Regions from separate parts of the Mus musculus genome. Here region 1 is linked to region 2. A link is a contact called in public Hi-C data. All regions are on one chromosome and are shown on one strand. Each heading gives the region's core, a stretch centred on a gene start, on an enhancer-like site or on the middle of the called end of the contact. The rest is flanking DNA. Distances are from core to core; before and after follow the strand shown. Region 1 has its middle 3.4 kb from the start of Gm32533. Region 2 overlaps Plxna4 (plexin A4).

The links. A called contact is a pair of places that touch in the nucleus more often than the background predicts.
Region 1: a contact with region 2 is called in a Hi-C map of cortical neurons, with 2.2 times the contacts expected there. The contact joins two enhancer-like sites. A contact is called at or near these places in 1 of 484 Hi-C or Micro-C datasets (cortical neurons) and 1 of 9 other capture datasets (embryonic stem cells).

What each region holds. Positions count from the first base shown.
Region 1 is chr6:34,190,690-34,196,841 of GRCm38.p6, forward strand. No RefSeq gene overlaps it. Among named protein-coding and RNA genes, the nearest start is that of Gm32533, 3.4 kb to the right of the region's middle. Within about 2 kb of position 3,257, at least 25 of the 459 cell types and tissues checked have an H3K27ac peak or open chromatin away from gene starts, as enhancers often do. A contact at or near this core is called in cortical neurons, where this site is marked.
Region 2 is chr6:32,467,451-32,473,815 of GRCm38.p6, forward strand. The region is part of intron 3 of Plxna4 (plexin A4); the gene reads right to left. Among named protein-coding and RNA genes, the nearest start is that of Plxna4os1, 41 kb to the right of the region's middle. Within about 2 kb of position 4,356, at least 13 of the 459 cell types and tissues checked have an H3K27ac peak or open chromatin away from gene starts, as enhancers often do. A contact at or near this core is called in cortical neurons, where this site is marked.

The DNA of each region.
Region 1 (6,152 bases), core at 2,007-4,506, 1.7 Mb after region 2:
GCCGTCTCAGAACACCCTTCACTTGACACTTGCCCTAGTGTGTTAACCTTTTATGTTGATGAATCTTCTTATTTTTTCTTTGCTAAAAAAAAATCATAAATTTGCTCATAATTCAACAGTGCAAAGTCAAAAAGACATAAAAATGTAATAGGTTTGTCTTAGGGTTTTACTGCTGGGAGCAGACACCATGACCAAGGCAAGTCTTATAAACAACATTTAATTGGGGCTGGCTTACAGGTTCAGAGGTTCAGTCCATCATCATCAAGGTGCAAGCATGGCAGCATCCAGGCAGGCATGGTGCAGGCAGAGCTGAGTTCTACATCTTCATCTGAAGGCTGCTAGGAGAAGACTGGCTTCCAGGCAGCTAGGATTGGGGATCTTAAAGCCCATGTCCCAGAAACACACCTACTCCAACACATCTCCAAATAGTGCCACTCCCTGGGCCAAGCATATTCAAACCATGACAAGGTTAAAATTGTAAGCCCTTCCCTTGAAACTCAACAACTCAACTAACTACCTTCCTTACATACTTCTGCCGTTCCTGAGTTTTGTGCATTTCTCTCATTAGCTAATAGGCAGAGATACATTTTTTAAACACAAATATTTTTCCTTAATCTGTCTTGGAAACTGTTCCATATTAGCCTGGTGATGGTTCCATATTAGCCTGGTGATGGTGCCACCAGCTCCTTTGGCTTTCTAGACATCATCTTACCGTGTAGCCTTAGCTGGAACTTGCTGTGTGAACCAGACTAGGCTTGAATTGCAGCAAATCTTCTGGCAAGCCTCCTACCGACCTCTGTCTGCTGTGTGCTGGGATAACGGATGTGAGCCACCACACCAGGTCCCGCGTTTCTCTTCTTAACATCTGAAAGTGTTCGGTTCGTGGACGTGGCATCTTCTATTCAGCCACATCCAAGGTCTATTCTCTTGGATGTTTAGGCTCCCCAGTGTCTTGCCATAATGAATGCCAATATGTTGAATAGCACTGTATTCTTAAGCAAACTAAATGGGTGTGTCACCAGAAAATTTGGAGAATCCCAACTCAGCCTCCAAATGATACCAGGAAAGTGAGGGTCCCTTTTTGAGATTCTTAGTCTCATTAGTAACAGAGTTTAAGAATAGACTCTAATGGAAGATTGAGCCCAATTTATTAGAGTCTAAAAGGAAAAGCCTAGAGCAGGTAAACTGTCAATCTCACAGTTGCCTAGAGGTGGGGGGAGGGAGGGGAACGGAGGCATAGTATGGAAAAGAGAAGGAAAACAACAACAACCATATTGTTTGAAAAGAGGGGAACAGAGGTCAGTCACATGGTTGGAGGGGAGCTTTAGAGAAAGAGTAAGGAAGCCCAGAGTTGTGGAAAGCCGGTACGTGCTGCGAGCAATCGCATGTGTGCCGCCAGTAATCTCTGAGGAGAGCTGTGTGTGCCGCGAGCAATCGCCATTATAAGATGGCGTGGGCCTCCGCTGTGCCTAACTAGTAAACAAGCTTTGTACGCAGGTGCAAGAGTGAATTCACTCCTAGTCACTCCCATTCTCGGGGTGTAATAGTGGGGTGATGGGCAAGCAACGAATCGGGAGCTGTCACGCCATATCAGGTGCTGAAACGTCACGCTGCGGGTTATAAAAGCAGCGCCATTTTCCCGGTTCGGAATCTTCCTGAGAAGCAAGCAATAAAGCTTTTGCCGCGGAAGATTCTGGTTTGTTGCGTCTTTCTTGCCGGTCGAGCGGGACGCAATACAGAGTATTGAGGAGACCACAGTGGGCTCTGACCAGCATCCGAAAGAAAAAGACAGACGAGATGGGTGGGGTGGGGGAAGTGGGGATGGGAGTGGGGTGCAGACCCACAGGAACCTCACAGGGGCTCACAGGGTTGCCCCTAGTGTGGCAAAAATTCTGGGAAGAAAATCTATGTTATCCTCAGAGGAACCCTCCCACCTAGGGGGCGTTTCTGCCTTGTTAGATTAACTGGAGAAAAGGTCACTCCTCCACCTAGAGATAGAGTCCCGTGTTTTATTACAGCAGGGAGACAGCAAGCCATTTGTTAGCGGTAAAGCTAAGCGAAGTTAATCACCTCACCTATGTTTGTGTTCCTCACAAGTGTTAATAGCATTAATTCTCTCTCCTCTCTCCCTGCCCTTCTCCCTCTCCCTCTTCCCCTCACCCCCGTATGTGTGTGTGTCTGTGTGTATACATGTGTGGGCATATGGTGTGTGTGAGTGCACACATGTACCGCGGCATACTTGTGGAGGTCAGTGGCCAGCTCCAGGTGCCTGGATTCCACCTTGCTTGAAACACAGTCTCTTGTTCCCGCTCTGCAGGCCTGGCTAGCTGGCCTGAGTTTTGGTGGAGTCTTACTCTGTCTCTCATCCCTCAGTAGGAGGATGCTGGGAATGTGTGCTACCTTGTCTGTTTTTTTCCATGGGTTCTGGACATTGGAACTCAGGTCGTCATACAGGCATGGTAAACACTCTGCCCACAGAGCCATCTTCCCAGGCCAGCAATAACTTTCAAAGATTCTCAAGGCCAAGTGTAAGGGAGTAGATACTTTACCCAAGACAGGAGTGGTGGCAGCTGCCTTTGACCCCAGCACTCAGCAGGCAGAGGCAGGAGGATCTCTTTGAGTCTGAAGACAGCCTGAGCCACGTAGAGAAAGCCTATCTCAAAAAGAAAAAAAAATTAGTCTTGGAGCTGGAGAGTTGGCTCAGTGATTAAGAGCTCTTACTGTTCTTGCAGGTTCAAGGCCCAGCTCTGTGACTTCTGGAAAACCACCCATATATACAAAATAATAAAATAAATCTTTAGAAAATATAAAAAACAACAACAAAGCAATAGTTTAATACTTGTGCACAACAAAATATAACACACTATATACCATAAAATTGCGATTATATACCATCAAAATGATTCTTTAAAGATTGAATGCCACTAGCAACGAGCTCATGCTAACTGAGGAAGAGTTTCCCGATCATAAATCTATTTTAGAACTGAAATTCATTGTACTGAAATCACCCTGAGTGAAAACACCCACACCCTCACCTGTTTGAGCGAATATTCAGTACACTGAGCACAGCTGAGTATGTTGCGTACTCACCTCGGGCAGTTTTGGGCATCCGTTATTAGTGGGGTGGTCCTTACTAGGCTATTCAACCAAGCACCCCAGACCACAAGCCCCCATTCTTCCAGGAAGCCTGCACTGCTGGATGGTGACCCATTCATGCTCCACCACTGCCCTCTAGTGTCTGGTATGCAATCCCAGCCTAGCATTTACCAGTTTTCTCAGCACAGCTAATGCTCTCTCCATGAGAGCAAGGATGACATTCTGCCCCTGTGTGTGCTCAGCTCCCATCATAATGCCTAACTGAGATGCTCACACATAAACATCTGTATTGTGAATTCATCTCTAACCAAGCAAACGCAGGGAACGGATAGATTCCTAGGTTCCATCATTAAGTTCTTCTAACCCTCTCTGTACCTTTTATTTTTGTCATGTCTCACGCTATTGCTGTGTTTATTATGTTTATCCTCTTGGCCTCTGGCCATCGTCCTTTCTATCTCTCTGCAGCCTGAGCACGTAAGACGGAACTTCAAAATAAGTGAGGGGCAGAGGTCTCCATGGCGTGTGTCTATAGCTTTAGTGATAATCTTTCTTGACAGGCAGGCTGGAAATTCAAAGGCATATTTTGTTTCCCTTTCAGCTCCTGCCTTCTGAATTGAGTTGTAAGTCTGGTGAAAAAGTTACTGCTATTTTGTATGTCTGCAAATCTCACGAAAAGTCTGGCTATGTGGCCAGCCCAAGCATAGGAAATAGAGGGATGTACATTACAGTGTAAGAAATTAATGCACGTTTATTGAAAGGCATAAGAATGGCCCAGAGCATGCCACCATTGGCTTTAGTAATGCTGGCAGAGGTGTAAGCCCTTGTTCTGGCCCTTCTGCACAGCTTACACCCCCTCGGGAGGGATTGTTCATGCACTATCGAGTTTATGGATGGAGACGGTGAGGCTTACAGGGATCAGCAGCTTTCCAAACCTGGCAGCAGGTTGTGAAACTTTCGAAAACCCAGATCTGTTTGATTCCAGTGGCTACATTCATGACAGTTCTAACTGCTGGCCCAAGCGGCCCCTGGCCTCATCATGGCTGAGACTGTCACCCAGGAATCTGGCAAGACTCCTCAATGCACTCCAGCTTGTGGGCTGGTCCCCACCTCCTGCTCTTTCTTGGACAAACTGCTCTCAAGCCATGCTGGGTTCCTTTTGTGACAGCGCCATCTTGGCTGGGAAGACTGGGCTTCTTCTTTCTTTTAATTCTGTGCTTACTATGTTCCTTCCTCGGGGAAGGTCTTTCCTGAGCACCTGAAGTCAGCCTGCTCTGATTTCTTAAAAATGACATTGATAGTCTTAAAAAAAAAACTTTATTCATTTTTATTTTAAATATATATGAGAGTTTCTCTGCATGTAAGTGTACCATGCAGTGCTTATAGACACCAGAAGAGGGCAGCAGATCTCCTGGAATTGAAATGGGAGGCAATTGTGAGCTGTTGTGTGGGTGCTGGGAACAGAACCTGGACCTCTGCTAGAGCCACAGATGATGTTAACCAACAAGTTGTTTCTCCAGGCCCAACCCAATTCTTTTAATTAGTTCTTATGGATAGTCTCTCCCATTTGGTAGTAAGTACCAGTAATTTGGGGTGCACTTCTTATGCCCAAACCTGTGCCTGGCACACCACACCCAGTATCTCCCTGTGCTAGCACATTCATTCCTTTATTATATGTCAAAATTCTTAAAGCTGACATGTGTTGAACAGCACTCCCATGCTTGGACCATGCCAGATATTTTGCACTGTGGTTGCATTTATTAGTCTGCCCTGGCCATATGAGATATATTGGATATATGGTATATATGGTATATATAGGATATATGTGTGTGTGTATATATACATATAAATAACATTACATTATATATACAATATATACCCCATATACCACATATATTGTATATTTTATTTTATATACATATACATTATATACATATACATATTTATGTATAAAACAAAGCTAAGGAACATTCTTCCCCCGCCCCCAGTATGAGAGGCTGAGCAGAGTCGGAACCACGTAACCCATCTTGCTCCCTGACTTGATTTTTCCTACAGAGCTCTCCGAGTCTTCTGAGTTCTTTGTGACAAATATTGTCTCCTCTTTTTTTGCACTGATGGCATTTTGATAAGTTATTACAGACAGCGACAAAACTGGATGTGGGGCTTTTCAGTGCGACCTCCTAAGGGCCAGGCCAGGCGATTACATAACCCGAAGGTTTTATTCGGGGCCCTTCAGATCTCTTACTCTGACAGACGGCTTGTCAGGAATAAGTAACTTGGGGTGCGAAACGGCAACTGCGTGTTCCAGCCCACTTTCCGGTCATGGAAAAGCCTCCCACAGATTTTTGCTGATGTGCCATCAGGATTTTTGGTTTTCACATGTAGCGTTTGTAACTGCCATCCTTGAGCTGTTCGCTAGCTGCGGGTGACATCAGGGTGCTCTGGGCAGGCAGGTATCAGTGTCCCCAAGCCTTGGTAGAATCTGCTCATGAGGCAGGGAAGCCAGCAGGCACGCCACAAACCCACCTTGCCCTCCCCTTCTCTCCTTCTTTGAGGGAGGGTAGAGGGAAGCAGTTCACCGCAAATGAAAAGAACTCAGAATTAATATTGACTCCAACTCCCACAAGGCATCAATGTGGTGGTCGGGATTTTTATTAAAAATGAAAATTTGCAGAGACTAGAAAGCCTCACAGAGGCTGGGGAGAAGGGGAAAGGGAGGAGAACGGAAGATGCTGATCAAAGAGTACAAAGTTTCAGCTAGAATAAAAAATAATAACTTTTAGTGGCCTGTTGTAATGCCTGTTAATAATTCTGAATTTATTATGTATTTCAAATTTGCCAAAAGAATAAAATTATAATAGTCTCACCCTAAAGAGGTGATAAAGGCTTCAGATAATAGATACACAAACTACTCTGATGTGCTAGGTATGTACACATATACAAAAGAATCACACTGTCCCCCATAAATATGAGCAATGGTTACAGCTCATTAAATACAAAATAAATAAAAACCTGGGAAGCCAGTGAGTTGACGAGCTGATAGATATGCTAATTAGCTT
Region 2 (6,365 bases), core at 3,106-5,605:
GTGAACTTCTCTGGAAATAAATTCACCCGAGCAGACCATGTTTTACTCAGACAGAGCCCCTCATTTAAAAAGTGCATAAAGACTAATGTAGTAAAAGCTTAAGTGGTAGCTGCTGGTGGTATTTCTTAATGGCAGGAAGAGTTGTTGTTGTTGTTGTTGAAAAAAATCCCTTAGTCCTCTTAATGTCAGAACCCCAATGTGATCACATACTGTCCTTGACGAGGTGCTGGAAGCAAATTGAATGACAGCACATGCAAAACAGAACGATGCGATTTTCTTGGCAGTGCAGAGAGGGATTCTGGGAAAGATCAATGAGCAATAAGCAGGCTAGAACAGATTTGATTTTGTAGATTTTGTCATGGCGAAGCACATTAGGATGCTAAGGATGTCCAGAGGAAGAGACTTATAGGGTCCAGCCCCAGGCTCTTGAAAGTGGCCCATTTGCCTCAGACGTTTTAAATGCATATTCCCGCTCCTGCTGACATTCATTCAGGCTTCCAGTCAGCAAATCTGACTGGCTTCAACTCAGGCCCAAGAAAACACAGATTAGAAAACAATCCTGCAGCTGGAGGGGTTGGGGAGCCTGACGGGACTGGGGGCTTCCACATTTAACATATAACACCCAAGACCAAGGGGGTCATTTTTAAGTTATCTGCTGGTTTTGACACATTGGTAGGGCAGACGGGTGGGTAGTGGGAGCTCAGGAAGTTGCAAAATATCTAACCTTCAAGTTTATGTTTTTACCAAGAAGTCTTTCCATATCCCAACATACAGTCAACAGACATGAGGGCTCACAATCCAGCCCACTCACCCACACCCTAGCCAGTAATAAGACACAAGGTCCCAGCTCTACGGAACATGGTACAGTCAGTTAGGTAGAACAGCAAATACACAATGCAATGTCCATTCGACATTTTCACATCTTGCTTCTAAAAGTCCTGGTATGTGACTTCCACAAGAGCAAACAGTAGCAAAATTCTTATGGCGGTTGCATAACACAGACACAATATAAAAAGAACTCAAATCATAAATTCTGCAAATATCTTCAAAAACAGCTGCATGGAAGAGAAATTAGCAGCGTACACAGCTTACCTCCCAGGGCTCCTTCCAAACATGTCTTTTCAGAATTTTAGGTGTTGCAGAACCCTGGGTCAGGTTCTGCCCTGTGAAAAGCAAATTAAGTCAGGATAACTGAAGGCCTGCCTGCTGAGGGAGGGATGGGGGCCTTTAAATCAAGAAAGTGGTACTTAAACCCCAAATGCAGTGTCACCAAAGGCTCTCTGTGCCTCCGTTATCTTTCCCTTCCTTAACTAGTTAATTTGGAAAAAAAGAATCCCTGCTAATCTCAAATATTAATAACTGTGAGGATGAAAATATATATACATGGAGGGGAGAGGAAAAGAGGAAGGAAGATAGGGAAGAAGACAGGAGGAAGAAGAGAAAGAGAAAGAGAGAGAGAGAGAGAGAGAGAGAGAGAGAGAGAGAGATTTAAACATCTTAGACAAGAGAGCCACATCAGCCCCACCAGAGAGTTATCAGCCCTCTCTCTCCCTGTAAGGCTGAACAAACAGAAAAGAGCTACCAAAGTAGCATAAAGATATCAGGTCTTAAAAATGCATATCACAGGAAATATCTTCAATAAGGTAGAATTATTATAAGGGGAAAAAGGAAGAGAAAAATGTTTAGGAATTTTTCTTATTTGTATTTTGGTTCAAGAGGACTTTTGTTTGAGAAATAAAGTCAAAGTAAACAATGCCAGCAAACGTTGGTTGCCTTTAAAAGGTCAGAGAGTTAGCAGTAGCAGCTCCAAGGTCAGTCTGTTTTGCAATTGGGCTCCCCCAACAGTAGCAATATGTAAATGACATGCAGAGCATATTCAAATGTGAGCTGTCATCTGGCCTCTTCTATCTAGAAGGAAGGACCTGCACCTGGGGAAGGTGTGCAGGTGGCATGAGCTGCTGAAACCACAGCATCCCTAATATAGCAAGCAGCCAAAAACGTGCAAAATTCAGATGTCAATGAGAGCCTGAGGCGAGAGAAGAGAGAGCTGAATGACCAAAACAGGTACAGGGGGCACACAAAGAAGTACCCGAGAAGAGAGTGATGGCTCCTGTCTATACGGAAGGCTGAGGCAGGAAAATTGTTGTGAGGTTGAGGCTAGGCTGCACTACATTGTGAATTCAAGGCCATCATGAGTTTTATTCTCTCTCTCTCTCTCTCTCTCTCTCCCTCCCCCCCCCCCAATACAGTAACAGCACAGAAGAGAAACAATGACAGTTTAACAAGGGTGGTAGTGAAACAAGTGCACGGAAAAGGGAAAAGACACAGCTGCAGACAGGAAGGACACGTTTGAAATGCAATGCACGGGAAATTAAGTCAACCCACATATATATGATGAAATGTGGTTTTGATATCTGAAGAAAGTTCTATAAACCTTCAGACAGAAAGAAACAAGATCACCTACAGAGGGATCAAAGTCCAACTCGCCCCAGGCTTCTCCCCTCTACCCACGGCTCAGGGACTGTAGAGCAATTTCACAAGCTTGAGGGAAGAAAAATACCAAGCTGTGTTTTCATTTACACATGAGGTCAACAGAATGACATTCTCAGACCCCAAGAGCATTTCCTTCATGGGGAGAAAGTGGCTTAATAATAAATGCCAATCTACCAGGAGACAAATCAGAATTAAGAAGCTACAGGTGGGGAATTACAATGTCCTACAGCTATGAGCCATGATACTCTAGTGGAGATGTCAAAAACATGTGGTGGGATTTCAACTACATATGTAGAAATGTCAAAAACAATGCTTGCCATGAGCGACGATTGAAATTATCACAATGTGAGACTACTACTCTGGGCCCTAAAAGCTAGATCAGATTATAAAATTTGGAGAGCAGAGAGAGGAGACAGACATAAAAACACAATGTGAGGTGTGTGGTCTTAACGTGGATGCTGAGGGAATATGGTCTTAGCCGTGCTCTCAAAAACACAAGTGTAACCACGGTGAGGTTAAAATAGGCAACTACTGTTCAAGCCATCAGAAAGGGCGAATGGGAAAAAATGCAGTCAATTCCCATAAGAAAAATGAATGGGGATAAAAGGTAAGTAATAAGCAAGCCAGCCAGAAAAAAACAAATCAGAAGACTTAATGATGAAGAACACAAAAGCAAGATGTATGCTGTGAAATGTCAGCCACTGTGAGAAATCACAGGTTTGAAGGACACTGAGTCACCAGAGGAAATGTTCACAAGAAACCATCAATACATACCTGCATGTGGAATTCCCTGTGGCTGTATTTAAGGTACATTTTCATTGGGGTTGGGGGTGCACAGGAACACACGCAGGATAAATATTATTTTAATATGGTAGAGTTTCAGGCTATTTATTTTTAACTTTTAAAAATTAATGGCACGTGTGTGAATTTGTGTGGGTGCATGCACACAGGGTGTGGGTACACATGCCTGTGCACACACAGAGGCCAGGGGACGCTGTCGGGAGTCCTCTTGGCTGACATGTAGATGTTTGCAGGCTACCTGGCTTCTGTCACAGATTCTGAGATCTAAACTCCAGGCCACATAACTGTACAGAAGGCACTCTTAGAGGAGGAAGCAGTTCTTTAGCCTCTCAGATTATTTTGTTCCATGGTTTGTTTGTTTGTTTGTTTGTTTGGGGTTGTTGTTGTTGTTTTGTACAAACAGTATATATAATGTTATCATTATTTTCAAAAATTGGTTGACATTATAAAAAACCTTTTTAAACTAGCAAGAAATTAAACTGATCTATTTAGGGTAGAAAAGGAAGAGATGGAGAGGTTTCAGAAGATCCTAGCTTCTGGAGTTAGGTTGATGCAGTCAGTGAACACGACTGGACTAGAACTTGGGCCTCTCTTTCTCTTGATGCTTCTAGCAGATTTTCTTGGTTTGAGATTCTCAGAATTCAGGAAGACTCTTCAGAAAGCCTCTGCTTTGTGCTTTGTGAGACATGCTTTCCCCACCAGCAACCTGGAGATATGGGGACTATTTTCAGGTGAAGAAACCAAGGCCAGAGATTTACTTGAGGCCACAGAGCTTGGAAAGAAGGGAAAGTGCCAGGATTGGATCCCAGGTGTCCTGGGCTCAGCCCACATACAACCTCAGGAAGTTAGGGAAATGGCTATGAGTCTCTAATGTGTTCATTCCTCGGCCTGACTTAGGGGGAATACTACCTTGAAGGTTCCTTGTTACCTATTTCAGCTAGACCATAAATGCAAGTAGCCTAGGAGCTAGGGATGTAGCTCAGAGGTAGAGCACATACCTCATAGCATAAGGCTCAAGGTTGAAATCCCTACTGCTACCAAAATAAACAAAAACCACACACAGCCCAGAATCTCTCGCGAAGGCCCAGTGAGCCACACAGCATGTGTGCATCCCACACAGCCAGGCTGTTCCTTCTGGTCTACTTTCAGTAGTTAAAACTGCACTTAAAGTCAGGGCAATTCCCTCCATCCCCACTTCTTTCTCCTGTATCTAAGCAGAACTCAGAACGGAGGCCCAGCAACTTGCCCTGTATGTGTCAGAGGTCTGAATACCTCTCCCAAGAGGCACAGCACTAGAAGGGGGAAAAAAAAAAGAAAAAGAAAGAAAGAAAGAAATCTGTGCTGGCTGTCAGCAAAATGAATAAAATCCTTGTATATGCCTAAAAGGCAGGGGAGGGGGTGGGGAAACTTACCTCTGAATTCAATGTTACTAGGACACAGTTTGCTGTAATAATACCAATTAACATTTCTCCCCCACTTAATAGTTTCTAGTACAGGATAAAAATAGCAATACACGTGGTGCTGAGATGCAAACGATGACAATGGGAATAGATTCAGGAAGAGTCTGCTCTGCCTTACCCTGAGAGGGTTATACGGGAAGCAAGAATATGGGAGATTTAGGAGAGAACAGAGAACCATCTAGAAAACGAAGGCCTTTCATCATCATGCTCCTCTTCTGATCATGCTCCTAACAAAGTGTACCTGCCACACCGTGAAATGTCATCTGACCTGAGCTGAGAGGATTTGATCATGGGTACCCATAGGTGTGCCAGTCCCATGCCCAAGCTTGAGTCAGGGAGCATCGTCTCTCAGTTGAATTCCTTATCTGCAAGGTGAATGAGACCCGTGGCCCTCAATCACACAGCACGGCTCAGCCAGCTAGAGCCTGCCACTCAAATGTATGAGTATGTCCCTGGAGATCTGATGAAAAAAGTGATGCACTTGCCAACTCGACCTTTTTCTCAGCGACTCAAATGATAATGGCCATGAATGAGACCTCATTTTCTGCAGGGTGCATGGAATTCCACTAATACAGGCTTACCATGGTCAAGGTCAGCAGACATTGTTTGTGGTCCCTATGAGAAAACATGTTTGTCAATCATATCTGCCTTACATGGGGATCTTTAGGGAGTTTCTCAGGTAGAAATGGATCTGCTTATGGACAAAGGTCATCAGAAGATCTCTTTTCTCATAGATGGAGATTTTGCTGGGGGAAAGAGTGGCTGGCTTGACTTTAGTTGGAATCACCAAGAGCTGAACCAGCTCCAGCAATCTCATCCACTTCCTATGAGGATGTAATGTGAAGCATTAGAGAAGTCTTCCTCCGCCTTTTCCTCCTTCTTCTCATCATTATCTTCTCTCTATGTGTCCCCCCACTTCCAGGTCATACCTAATAGCACAGACTACAACAACAGCCCTTATATATCTATGGCCTTGCTTGGGTCAAGTATCCTGACAAATAGATTCCTCATCTACAACATGAAACTCAAGGCCCCTAGTTACTATGATATATGCCACTTAGGTACATATCATGAATGAATCTAGGCCACTTACAAGGCAGGTAGGTATGTAATGGTAGGGACTGTGCTGCTTGGGGTCCTCCAAGCTCTATGAGGAACTCAAGGACAAAAGAGAAAGTTCTGAAAACATCTTCCACCTTCCATCTGACCCCTCCATTTGAAATTACACTCATTGGTTCCGTGCCTAGCTTACAGATCAGATGGTACATGAAGGAAGGATTCTCTCTCTAAAAGGTATAATCTTTGTCCTTAAGGCTTGTCAGTGTCATGACCAAAGGATGTCTATAGAAAGAGCACTTTGGTTCCTAACTAGAGAAAAGTCATCCAAGGACCTTCTCAACCCACCCAACTTCTTAACAAAAACTATGTGTGTGTGTAATACCCAGAAGAGGCAACCCTTTCCAGTGAAGCTGGAGTAACCCCCAGAAACTTGTCTACTTTTAAAAAAGCACAGATTTGTGAAGAAAAGGCTAGAGGGAATGGGGATGCTACTTTGGAGATTGAGAGCATGGCATCAAAGAGGCTAGAAAGAACCTGAGTCACAACAGGTCA